Regions from separate parts of the Larimichthys crocea genome. Here region 2 is linked to region 1. The links are chromatin contacts, called in public Hi-C maps. All regions are on one chromosome and are shown on one strand. The core of a region is the stretch at or near the end of the contact, and the rest is flanking DNA. Distances in the headings are between cores, read along the strand shown. Region 1 holds the start of dmxl1 (Dmx like 1). Region 2 holds the start of commd10 (COMM domain containing 10).

What was found. A called contact is a pair of places that touch in the nucleus more often than the background predicts.
Region 2: a Hi-C map of muscle shows a contact between it and region 1, with 10 times the contacts expected there. The contact joins the promoter of commd10 here to the promoter of dmxl1 in region 1. A contact is called at or near these places in 5 of 7 Hi-C or Micro-C datasets (all in muscle).

What each region holds. Positions count from the first base shown.
Region 1 is chrIII:37,220,844-37,226,756 of L_crocea_2.0, forward strand. It overlaps dmxl1 (Dmx like 1), which reads right to left and starts at 2,557. Exons shown (of 50, transcript XM_019269763.2): 1 at 2,189-2,557; 2 at 201-435. The coding sequence starts at 287.
Region 2 is chrIII:37,435,566-37,441,478 of L_crocea_2.0, forward strand. commd10 (COMM domain containing 10) reads right to left here and starts at 3,133. Exons shown (of 7, transcript XM_010733191.3): 1 at 2,967-3,133; 2 at 1,841-1,931; 3 at 1,262-1,372; 4 at 1-138. The coding sequence starts at 2,995. ap3s1 (adaptor related protein complex 3 subunit sigma 1) reads right to left here. Exons shown (of 6, transcript XM_010733190.3): 6 at 5,628-5,913.

The DNA.
Region 1 (5,913 bases), core at 1,307-3,806:
TTGATTTTGCCCTTAGTTGGGGTAACAATTGCATTAGCAAAGCATCTGCTGTTTTCATACTGTACTTTACTTTCTATATTTATATTCATAAGCAACTCAGAACAGAAATGTGTTCTGACAGATCTATTTGGCCACCCCCTAAGGGTCAGAGCTCCTAAATAGCTGGTAGGGAAATATTTCCAGAGCTTGAAATATCTTACCGTGAATGGCACATTGTTGACGCTGCCTACAGAGAAACAATTGTCTCCAGGGTTGACAGCCCCAGTGAGGACCTGATGGAGATTCATGACTCTTGTTTACAGTCCCCTTGTGCTCCTTCCTTCTCTCTCACAATGCCCTCCCACTCCAGGTGAGATTCATAGGAAACCATGGGAAATGTGTGTTCATCTTCATCTGTAGCCTGTAATTTCAGTTCAGTGTCTCTCCAGAGACTTGCTGTTACGAAGATAATAAGAGAGAGAGAGATAAAAACACAGACATGTAAACAGAGAATGTTTTAGTCCATAAACTGACTCACAGATATTGACTGTAAATTGATTTAATACTCACAACTACTAGAATAAAGTAGGAAACAGATGATGTGTGAATCGTTTAAGTCATAACATTTACTTTTACACTTTTCTGAGCCAGTTAAAAAACGCATAAAAAATTTGTCACAAAATGGGACACTGATGCCCAAAAACATACAAGTAGTTTTGTGAGAGGACCCACAGCAAATAAAAATTGAACCTATCTGACATGCAGGCAGCTGAAAAAGGCACAGTGGTGTCAAAGCTCATTCGACCCCAGTGGCCTTATCTTAAAATCCATGCCATGCAATGTGTCAGCCATTTTAGAGGTTATCACTGAGAGTTCCTTCACTGCAAAAATAAACACAGTCAGCTTGTTTAGTGACAAACTAATTAGCATATTCAGGAACTGCGATGACTAGGGTGGATGGAAACCTGGAGGAGGGCTTTGAGGAAGCCTAATACATATACATATATATATATATATATAAAATAAAGGACAAGCAAGGGGATGCTGGAATAGTTGATGCCATGCAAGTCCAAGTCTGTAACATTCTGGGAGTCAAGACTTTTTAGGAGGCCGGTGACAACTTCTGTGCGCTGCCATTTAAAAAAGCAAATGACTGTCATCAGTGCATAATAATTAAAACTGCATCACTGATTGATGATTTATTTAGCTTTCATTATTACGTTTATTCAAGTAATGGCATCAAAGTTAGCAAGCGGCTGAGTTGCATCTGTTGTCCATAAAGAGGCCGACTGTATTACAGTCACAGTAAGAGACACTAGATATGTTATAATAACATATTTTCAATGCAGTCCAGCCGTATTACAACAACTCCAGGAGGTGCTAAAGTAATAGAGACAGATCAGGTTATTTGATATATGAGTAACAACACTGACTTTTAAGAAATCCAGTGTTTTAGATCTGGATGTTGGCTGTAAATCAAGGCCAATAGACATAAAAAAAAGGCCATTATTGAAATGGTGCAGAGCAGGTGTCTATGAGCCAAGTGGGTCAGCACAGTGTAAGCTTACACCTTACTACAACACTCCAAGTCCAGTTAATCCACTTTGTGCCTCAGTTTGTCTTCATTGTCTCTTAGCACAATAAACTTTGCAATCATACACGCAAGAATTGAGGAACTTAACACGCATGGAACAAAAATGAACATATATCAGGTTTAAAAGGCTTACTGGTGTAGTTGTATGTCACCTTTTTAGGCGCAAGCTGACGCACATAACTGGTTATTCTGACGTTAAATACAAAATATTAGTTATCGAAACAAAGTCCTTGTGATAGTCACGGTCGTAGTCTGGTCAAAAGACGTGAACACCAAGTGCGGCAGTAATGTTAAAGTGTTTTATAACTGGAGAAAATGTGAGTTATGTTTCCTGAGTGGTGGCAACTCACGTGATAACGTTTCACACGCCAGCACAGAGCAAATGACACCACAACATCTGGCTGACACCGTGTCACCCGTTTAAATAAAATAAATAAAAACGCGTCATTTGATAGATGTCTTCGTGTTTTTAGGCAAACCTTTCATACATTAGCTGAATGTTTCCAAGTCCTCGAATCACACGCTAACTTAGCTGTCAAGTTTAGCTAGCCATCTGCAGTTTGACAACAAACACGGTGACGCGGCCGATGTGGGAGAAAGCACTTAGTGACTTACTTTGTGTGGTTATTTTGAAGCATGTCCTGTAGACACACGGACAGCAGGTCCCTCTTTGAGCTGCTCTCTTTGCTGACCGCAGCTCTCCTACGTTAAATGTTACGGTCTCCCAGTTAGCTAGCGTTAGCGCGCACTAGCACGCAATGCTCTGTTTTAGCGAGCTCCTGAGCTACAAAGCTAGCTGCGGATCACTGGTGACACACATTCAGCGCCTGACACGCTCCGCTTCCCGGTGCGAACAGTTTCCGAGTTACCTCTCAGGCTGCCAACCACAACAAGGAGCCAACGTCTCCCCAAGGTTAGCAAATAAAACGTTTCCAAGGAGGAAGCTTTTCCTTATGTTGAAGATGTGTCATGATAGTGACTATTACGCCGCAATGCATTGTGGTCCTTGTAGTTTTGACAGCAGGGGCGAGAGGGCAGCTTTGGAATCAGATAGATAGATAGATAGATAGATAGATAGATAGATAGATAGATAGATAGATAGATAGATAGATAGATAGATAGATAGATAGATAGATAGACTTTTGTACTCTAGATAGATATTTAGACGTAATATTCCACTCCATATGAGGATTCATTTAAATACGCCAATGTTGGCAGAACTGTGATTTGTTTTAAAACCCAATTTCCCTATTTTCAACCCTCAAGTTGCTCTTGGCAGTTACATCAACAATAGATTTTGCAGGCAATCAAGCACACAGATTTCCACATTCACCCAAATTAAAACACCAAGCAGGTCCTCCGGGTTTATACTTAAATATACTTGAATATACTTGAATAGATAGATAGATAGATAGATAGATAGATAGATAGATAGATAGAATTTGCAGAGAAATTAAACATTTGCATAGGATTTAAATATGTACAGAGGAATTAAAAATGTCCAGGAGTTAAACAGTAAAAGTAAAAAATGTGCACGGGAATTAAACATTTTCATAGAAAATAAATCTATAACTGTGTTAAGAAGTTAACCCGTGCTAAACATCTATACAAAAACTGTGTTAAGAAGTTAACCCGTGCTAAACATCTATACAAAAACTATAAAAAATAGAAAGTGGCCGTAGAAATAAAGCACACACCTGCCTACAGTTAAAGCAATATAAAGGCAAAAAAAAAGACTCAATTCAAATGTATGAATTTGCTGAGCAGTGTCAATAATAATATTGTATGGGGGCGACAGGGCACACTCAAAATTTAGAATTTTTTCTAGTTTCTAACTATTATTTTACCAACACATGGTGTCAAGATGAAACAAACAGTGGAGATCTGTGGAGACACAAACTGGTTAAACTGTCAAACATTTTAGCTGTGTTCAGGTGCACCTGTAACCACACCTCCCTGTACACTTCTGCACCACCACACTCAGGTGAGACATCAGTTAATGTTCTAGCAATTTAGTATTTCAATGCTATTTGCAAATGAAACTAAACACATCACTGGCATAGTTGCCATCTATTTGAATGTGCTGTTTGCTTAATTGTAGAATATAAATTATATATATTTTTTTCTTTTTATTCTGTGAAGGTACTCAGTCGTCCATAGTCCACGTCATCTTTCTTCAAAAAAGGTTTAAGTCTGGGGCAACTGGAGTGTTTATAGATCGATAGAAGAGAAGACTGGTGGGGAGTCTGTGTGTTTATACTAGGAAAGCTTGTAGACCTGCCCATTGTGACAACTGTCGTCAGAGTCAGTGATGGTCACCTGAGGTCTGGTGTGGCCGATGGTCGTTAGAGTCACATGAGGTGTGAAGTGCTGTTCAGTCTCCTGGGGAGTGATGAAAGGACAGCATTGTAGCTGGGGGGTAAGTGGTGTCTGAGGCCTCCTCCTCTGTTGAATGAAGGTTTCTCTACTTTTACATAGATAACCTACCTCACTCCTCTTTCAAACCACCTGTCTTCCCTGTCCAAGATGCGAACATCATTGTCATTAAAGGAGCACTATCTTGGTCATTTTTTGTTAAGGGCAAAAAATTATTGGTATTTGGTATACCGGGAAAATGAATCTATAATTTTCTATGTCTAATTTTTTAAGTGGTATGAAATTACTTTCCATAACTTTCCATAATAGAGTTTTAATGTACCTCTCATGCAATATTGTCTCTGTGATAAAGGACAGAGGGGTTGGTGGAACGTGTTTTGAGTCCTTGCATTAAGCCTAAATAACCACAAGGTGTCCCTCTTGATTTATTTTGACCTCCAAATGGTTGAAGTGAGCCAGCAGTCTCACTGTAAATATAATGTAAGCAATGCAATTTTATTTATTTATTGGTGGTATTATTATTGCCTTATCTTATCTATGAACATGTAATAATAATTAATATTGTTACTATTATAGTCAAAAATAACATGGAGAATGAGAAAAGATGAGACTCATTCATTCATGACAGTGAATGAACACAGAATATGTACATTATAATATGTAATCTTATCTTTGCTCTACATAATATTTAGCCAGCAGCTGACTTCTTAATTTCAATTAATGGACTATATTTCTGCACATTCTGGTCAATTATAATGGGCAAAACATCACTGAATGGGGAAGTGAGTGAGGATGGGGGGGTTGGAGGCTTCAAACCCAATTAAAGCATGCAGAGATAAATGGGACAGACACTCTCTGTGAATAATTAAAATGGCTGACATGTCAGTAACATTAGGGAAGGTTGGCGACATTTATTGTCGTGGCAGTTAGATGGTGGTGATGATGAAACTGTTGACTTTCCAGTCAGGAAGTAGGTCACAGCATTATTAAAGATGTAGCTTCATAGTATAACTGTGCTAAATATTACATCACCTTTCAGTTTTGACACACACATGCATGACCACTGCATCACTGAAGGTTACATTTATGTGCACTCCATGTAGAAAAAAAATTTCACATAATATTCTTGCACACAGGCTTGTGCACACACCTACACACACCATCCATCCTTGTGTATTAATGTCACCCTGTCTAGTTTTACCATCTCAGTTTTCTGCCAGTGGGTTTGACTTTGAGCAGCATTCACAGAGAAAATAAAAGAGAATTCTTTCATAGACTAACTCTAGTCCATGGTGTATAAAGGATATTGCTCTTCAGTGTTATATTGAATTCTCTGAGTTTGTGTAAGAGTGTGTAGTTATTTGCTAGCTGCAGTTTCTTTTCAGTGCAGGCACTAAAAACACCCTGTTCTACAATCTCCTATTTAGGATTGTTAAAAGTATCTTATGTTAAAGTATATGAAGGTTAGATAAATAAAGATGGCCAAATAGATTTTTAATCTAAGGCTGCAAAGATGAAATAACAGGGAGGATACAGACTGAATTGTAATAATAATATTAATTACTATTTATATAGTTACAAATGCATTGGTATGTGACTTTTTCTATACCAGCATTGTGTGCAAAAGCAAAATCCTATTTTGTGCGCCTTGGACAGTTGTTTTTCTTTTTGCTGTGTAGTAGTATCAAGTATCAAATAGTATCAAGTATTCATTTTTTTCTGTCTCAGTGAGCATCATGTACTCTCAGCCGAAGCTGTGTATTTCAGTGGTAGGGGCAGAGAGCTGGAAGTTAGAAGAGGTCCTAAAAATATCTGATCATCTCTGTGCCTGGTCCAAGATATATTTGGCAGCATCCCTCAAAACCTACAAGACTGTTAATCTGGAGAAAATAGGCATGAAATGTCAGCACTGTTTTAAAATAATAATAAAAATAGACAGTGGACAGTAAAATCCACAATCTGGT
Region 2 (5,913 bases), core at 1,883-4,382, 220 kb after region 1:
ATTGTGCTTTAGTCTCTCCACCAGCTCAGGTCCACTGGTGGCCCAGGTTTGAGCGAGCATCTCAGCCTTGTCTGGATTTAGATGAACCGCCTCCAGCTGTTGCTGCAGAGAGGCTGGCTTTACATTATGATACACTGCCTACAGAGGAGAGAATTAAGAAGAATTAACCATGTTTTACAGGTGTAGCAGATCACTCTTACAGCCCTATTCAAATTTACTTCTAACACTCATCACTGCTACAATTCACAATACAACAGTGACCCCAGCTGGAGAAATCGGCTTACAATGTCACCTTGTGTGAGGTACATTTTCTACTTTGCTGTCCTGTTTTTAGTCAAACATTCTCCTTCATGAGCATTATTTTTTTGGCTAAATGAAGATGACGATACTTGGAAGAGAAGGCAGACTATTTTGTTCTTGCATAAGTGTTGGGCACTTTGTGTGCATGACACAAAAATAAAATAAAATCATCTCCACCCAAACTACAAGCTACAGACACAACTACAGTACAAACACAGTCTCTATCTTTCTTACTTTCCTTAGAGTGCGGGTTAAAATTCAGGTTTCATCACATATAATCCAACTGCGGTAATGTGTCTCTTTTAATAAACACAGCACGCAAAGCAATGCACACAGCTGTAAATTATGTCCCATCATCATAAATCATCTCTTGAGAGTAGGGGTCGGCAATCTGACGATTTCAGATCAATTAGATGGCTATGCTGACTCGAGGAATGACCTTGTGGCAGTACAACTGAGCTTGTACTTGAAAAGTGCCATTTTATGATGATGTCAATATTTGGCTTCTGTTTACAACTATAAATTAGACTCAGGTTTTAATCACCATTTTTAAACCTGTCTAGTATGTTTCAAGCAATATTATGTTTTAATGGTGCAAATGGAGAAACTGATCTGGTTATTGAAAAATTTAAAAAACATTTCAGTTTAGTTTGTGAATTGTGATTGTGATTTGTCAAGACCCACCCCTACTTGGGAGCAGCTGCATGGTGTAGGTAATAATAATCAGTTTTCATGGTCACTGACAAACAACCCCAAGAGGTAAAATGGACAGAACTGAAATAACATATCTAAGTGGACAAGAGACAAGAGTATAAAACCTTAACACTTAAAAATACTAAATAAATCTATACAAGAACTATACTGCAACCTAGTAAAATCAAGCATTTAAATCATGTTAAACATAAAATAGCTAAAGCCAACGCAATAATGTAACAAAGAATGTCAGATGACCACAGCTCACCTGCTCTAGTATAAAAGCAGAAGTTTCCAGGACTAGATTAAGAGCCTGTTTATCCAATGAGAGAGCAGCCTGGAGTTTTTGCTCCTCTTCTTCACTGAATGTCCGCTCTCCCTGTGAAGAAAACATAATTTATTGTCTGATGTGAAAAGATCCTCCAAATATCACAGTCTCCAAGACATCAACAACTTTTACAAAATATCAAGCAGCTTTAGAATACATAACACAGAAAAACAGTTGTTCAGCAGCGTTATTAGTCACTCCTGTGGTTTGTTATGATTTAACATGTCAAACGTAACATTGTTCATGAACAAAATTAATTTCTCATTGCGTTAAACTTAACAGACAAATTGTTCTTGAAATAAATGACTGACACCTTTTGACAGCCAGTAAAGTCTTGTAAAAAAAGAAAAAAAAACAGAGAGATCAACAGGTCCAGGCATGAGTGTGCATTCATTAGAGCCAAGTCTGACTGATGCTCAAATTATGCATGCAGTGCTCTCTCTGGCACTACAGCTTTGCTGCAAAAGCCCCCAAAAGCCTATTGTCTTTGGCACGGATAACACTGTGGAGTCTCTGTACCTTTAGATGAAGCTTTTGTATGATGCGGGAGATCAGCCTGGAGAACTTGTTCACATCGATCGCGTTGATGAAAGTCACTGCTTCTTTTATGCTGTTTGAAAAAAAAGAAAAAAGAGTCAAGAGCGTTGTAGAAAGAACTCAGATCTTTCAGCCAAGTAACCGAATGAAAAAAGGTTTACTGCCCAAGTATGACGTCATAAATATTATTATTATATTTCAGTCCAGCTGTCAAAGTTGCCTCTTTACATTAACAACAAACACACACATTATAAACCTAAAATGAGGCTGTGTGTAGATAAATGTGAGACAATTAGGTCTACACACACACACACACACACACACTAATGTAAATATGCTGCAACTATTTCACTAGCTGTCCATATGTACATTAAAATGCACATTTTAATTTCACATTTACATGCAAGTAGTAATTCCACAGAGTCAGGTCGCAGTATCATAAACACTTCCTGCTGTACTTAAAATAACTATTTCTGAAGAACGGTGGATTCAAGCCACAGTTGCATTTTACATAATAACTGGTTTTAGATTTTCCACATGTTTGCATGTGAATATGTACAGTACGTGTAATGTATTCTCAGTCTTTTGGGCAATGACATACATCCTTGACTCTTGATCTAAATTAAAATCCTATTATTGTTATTTCAATCAATTAAATAATAACAATTCAGTCACAGTAAACAGGAAGTAACACTATAAATAATTCAGAACTGCTGTGCTTAAAGAATTGTGACTTTTTAGCCCCAGGTTGTGATTACTCAGCCTAAAATTATTCATCATGGCTACAGTTAGTTATCAACTTGTGAACACAATAACCTGAAATTTGAGATGTCCCTCTCAAATGTAGTGATAGCTCCGTGTCTGTGTGGAGCACTGTGCCAGCTCTCACTATGAACATTTTAAGATTTGCACTCCAGTACAGTTTCCCACCACAGTGTTTGCAGTTAGTATCATATATTTCCCACCCACAGGTTGATGATGCCAGCAGTAACATAAATTAACCCTAAGCCATGTTTTTATGCGTCAAATAACAACACGGATAACTTTGAGGATGCCTTCGTGTCTCAGTCAGGCTACAGGCAGCTGAACTTTAAAGCAAACTGCCCACCTCTGTGTTTCTTTTATCACCGAAGTCATCGTTGTCCGCAGCTTTGTGTAAATAAAAGACGAGGTGCTGAAAAGTGTCAGAGCTGCTGCGGCATCCTCGCGCTGTTGTCATTCCTTCTTCCTCCTGCTGTCACGAGACTGATCACGTGACAATGCGCAGTCGAGTAAAGAATAAAGATGAATGAAATATTTAAAAAATAATATAAAATAAATAAAATGTGTGGCGCTGATGTACTCCAACAGTGTTAACAATAATATATCATTTGATTTTATAGAAAATGGAGAATGAACAGTGGAGTTCGTTGGCGCATAGTTTGCGTAAAAGTTGCGCACAAGTGTCCGCAACATGAGTCACTACGGAGTACGCGATGGACAAACAGAGCCGGACACAAATGCGCGACAATTACGTCTCAGCCAAAGTATGAAGGTAAACGATATCATGTCACTGGCACCACTCTCTAATAAGATGGCCTTTATAAAGTTATAAGTAATGCTTTTGTTATGGTTTTAAATCAGTGACTAAACCTCAAGTATTAATTAAAATACATTTTGGATTGTCAGGTTATTACCCATTGACAGGTCTCCTGCTTTATTTTTATTATATAAAATGCAGTTAAAAATGTTTTTAATCCAATAATTAATGCTGTAAGTTAGTTATTAGTAAGCCTTCTGGAGTCATTAATAAATTAATGTCAGAATCAGAATCAGATCAGAATCAGAAATACTTTAATAATCAATAAAATGTTTATTTAAAAACAAAACTAAAAATGTGTAAAATATAAAAATAAAGCTATACAGGGAAGATGACATAATATGCAAAATATTGAAAAAATAGTGTACAAATGTAGATTAACAAAAAAGATTTGCATTAGGGACCTGTTTACGAAGGAGTGTTGAAGAGTACTGAAGTCCTTTTTCACAAGTTTGGTCTTGTTAAGGTCAAGTCAAGTTTATTTATAGAGCACATATGGAATCAACAAATGTTGACAAAAGTGCGTTTAAAGAGCAATAAAATTGTATTTCACTGTTCGCTCCACCTAAAGTGATGACCTGCCATACCTGCTACATGCAGTATTGTCAGTGCAACATCTTCAGGACAATGTAATGAAATGCATTTTGTTAAGTGTACTTTAACAAACACATATTAACATTATAGGCTAAAAGTACAAGTAAAATAAGCACAAGTTGAGTTTCAGGTGTTTATTATGTTGGAAAAAGAAGAAAAAATAGTCATGCACGGAAGTAATGAAGTCTTAAAATCAGTTCTGTACTTCTTGTATCAGTGAGGATTTAAGGAAAGGCAAGACAGGGCTTCCTACACAGGGCTGATTCCTACATAAAGAGAACTGCAACGTGAACTATAGGCTCCAAATATGTGACATGTTTATCATATTTTAAACTGAGATTTTTTGCATGAGACTTTACATTTAATGACAGAGGCCTGAGGACATTGATTGTGGGTGAGAGACAGAAGGACTTCAGTTTTATTCTGGTTTAGCCAAATGATGCTTTTTGTCATCCATGGTTTTACATCTTCAATGGAAAGAGTATATTTGAGTGTTTTTAGATTTTTGGAAAATAGAGCAGTTATGGCCCATCCTGAAACCAGACTGAATTTATCAGGAACGCTTTTTCAAGAAATCTGGATAAAAATGAGAGCTTTGATCTGTAATTATTTGGAACAGACAGATCTAAATTATGTTTTTTGATCATGAGGGTGAATGACAGCAAATTTAAAGCAAGCTGGGACACAGCCATTGACCAAACAGCTATTAATTATTGATAAAGTAGTCCAACTGTGTCCACACTTAGCTTAGACATTAGGGAATAATGATTTTTCCTATAAAGAATCTTAGGAAATATTCATAGTTAGCGGCTACAGGGCTCAGTGGCATATTTCTGTTTGAAGATGACATTAGAAAAATACTTGGTTATCCCACACTTTTGGTATTTAGTGTCATAAAAATCAGGGTTATACAGCTATTTAGATGTTTTAACTTATATATGATGTTTGTTCCTATTTATTACATGTCTTGAGGGCATTTCTCTTTATTGCTGTTTTACTGAGACTGGCAGGGTAAGGTAAAGTTCAGGTTAATGTATGAATAGAGGGATTTCAGAACAGAATGAGGTCCAGGGACAGATCAGAGAGGTGACATCTAGATTGGGGACATACTGGCTACTGATTAGGGGATATGTTGAAGAAAACAGTTTAGATGCATTATATGCAAATTGTCTGTTAACAAGAACCAACTGGCAGAGCTCTTCAGGGAGCCTTTTTCTCTGTACGCCCTTTAGTGTGTTGCACTGTGAAACGCTCCTCTTGTACAAGAACAATAAATTCAACCTAAACTTTGATGCTTTGAATCCGATCCTCCTTATTTAAGGGTTTTTTCTTTAAAATTCCCGTAACATTTAGTACTGGTAAATTATTTGATTAAACAATAATGCATTGATGCAGTCATCAGTTACATAACCTCTCTTTGTAAGGGGTCTTTATAAAGTGGCAAAATTTGCTAATGTTGTACTTCATTGCTTTCTTGATGACCTGGAACGTCTTCAGGGCAATGTACATAACACCATGCTGCACATTTTTTTAAAGACTGTACTCTATCAAACACAGTATAAGCTAATAGTAGCAATTAAATAACACAAACACAGGTTGAGTTTCAACTGTTTATTATGTTGAAAAAGAAGAGAAAAAAAGTCATGCACAGATTAAAATTAAGAGGAATATTTGATAAGACATGACAAATCATTTAAAAATATTTTGCATACAAATAAGAAAAGAAAAAAAATCATTTCAGCATATATATATTCATATTTCTATCACACAGCATATCTGCAATATAATAATATTCTGTACTTTTTGCTCTGATTTTACAAACGAGCTGTAATGTTTGACTTTCAATACTGTAGCAGACCTGTTCCAATTTGGTGTTTAAGAT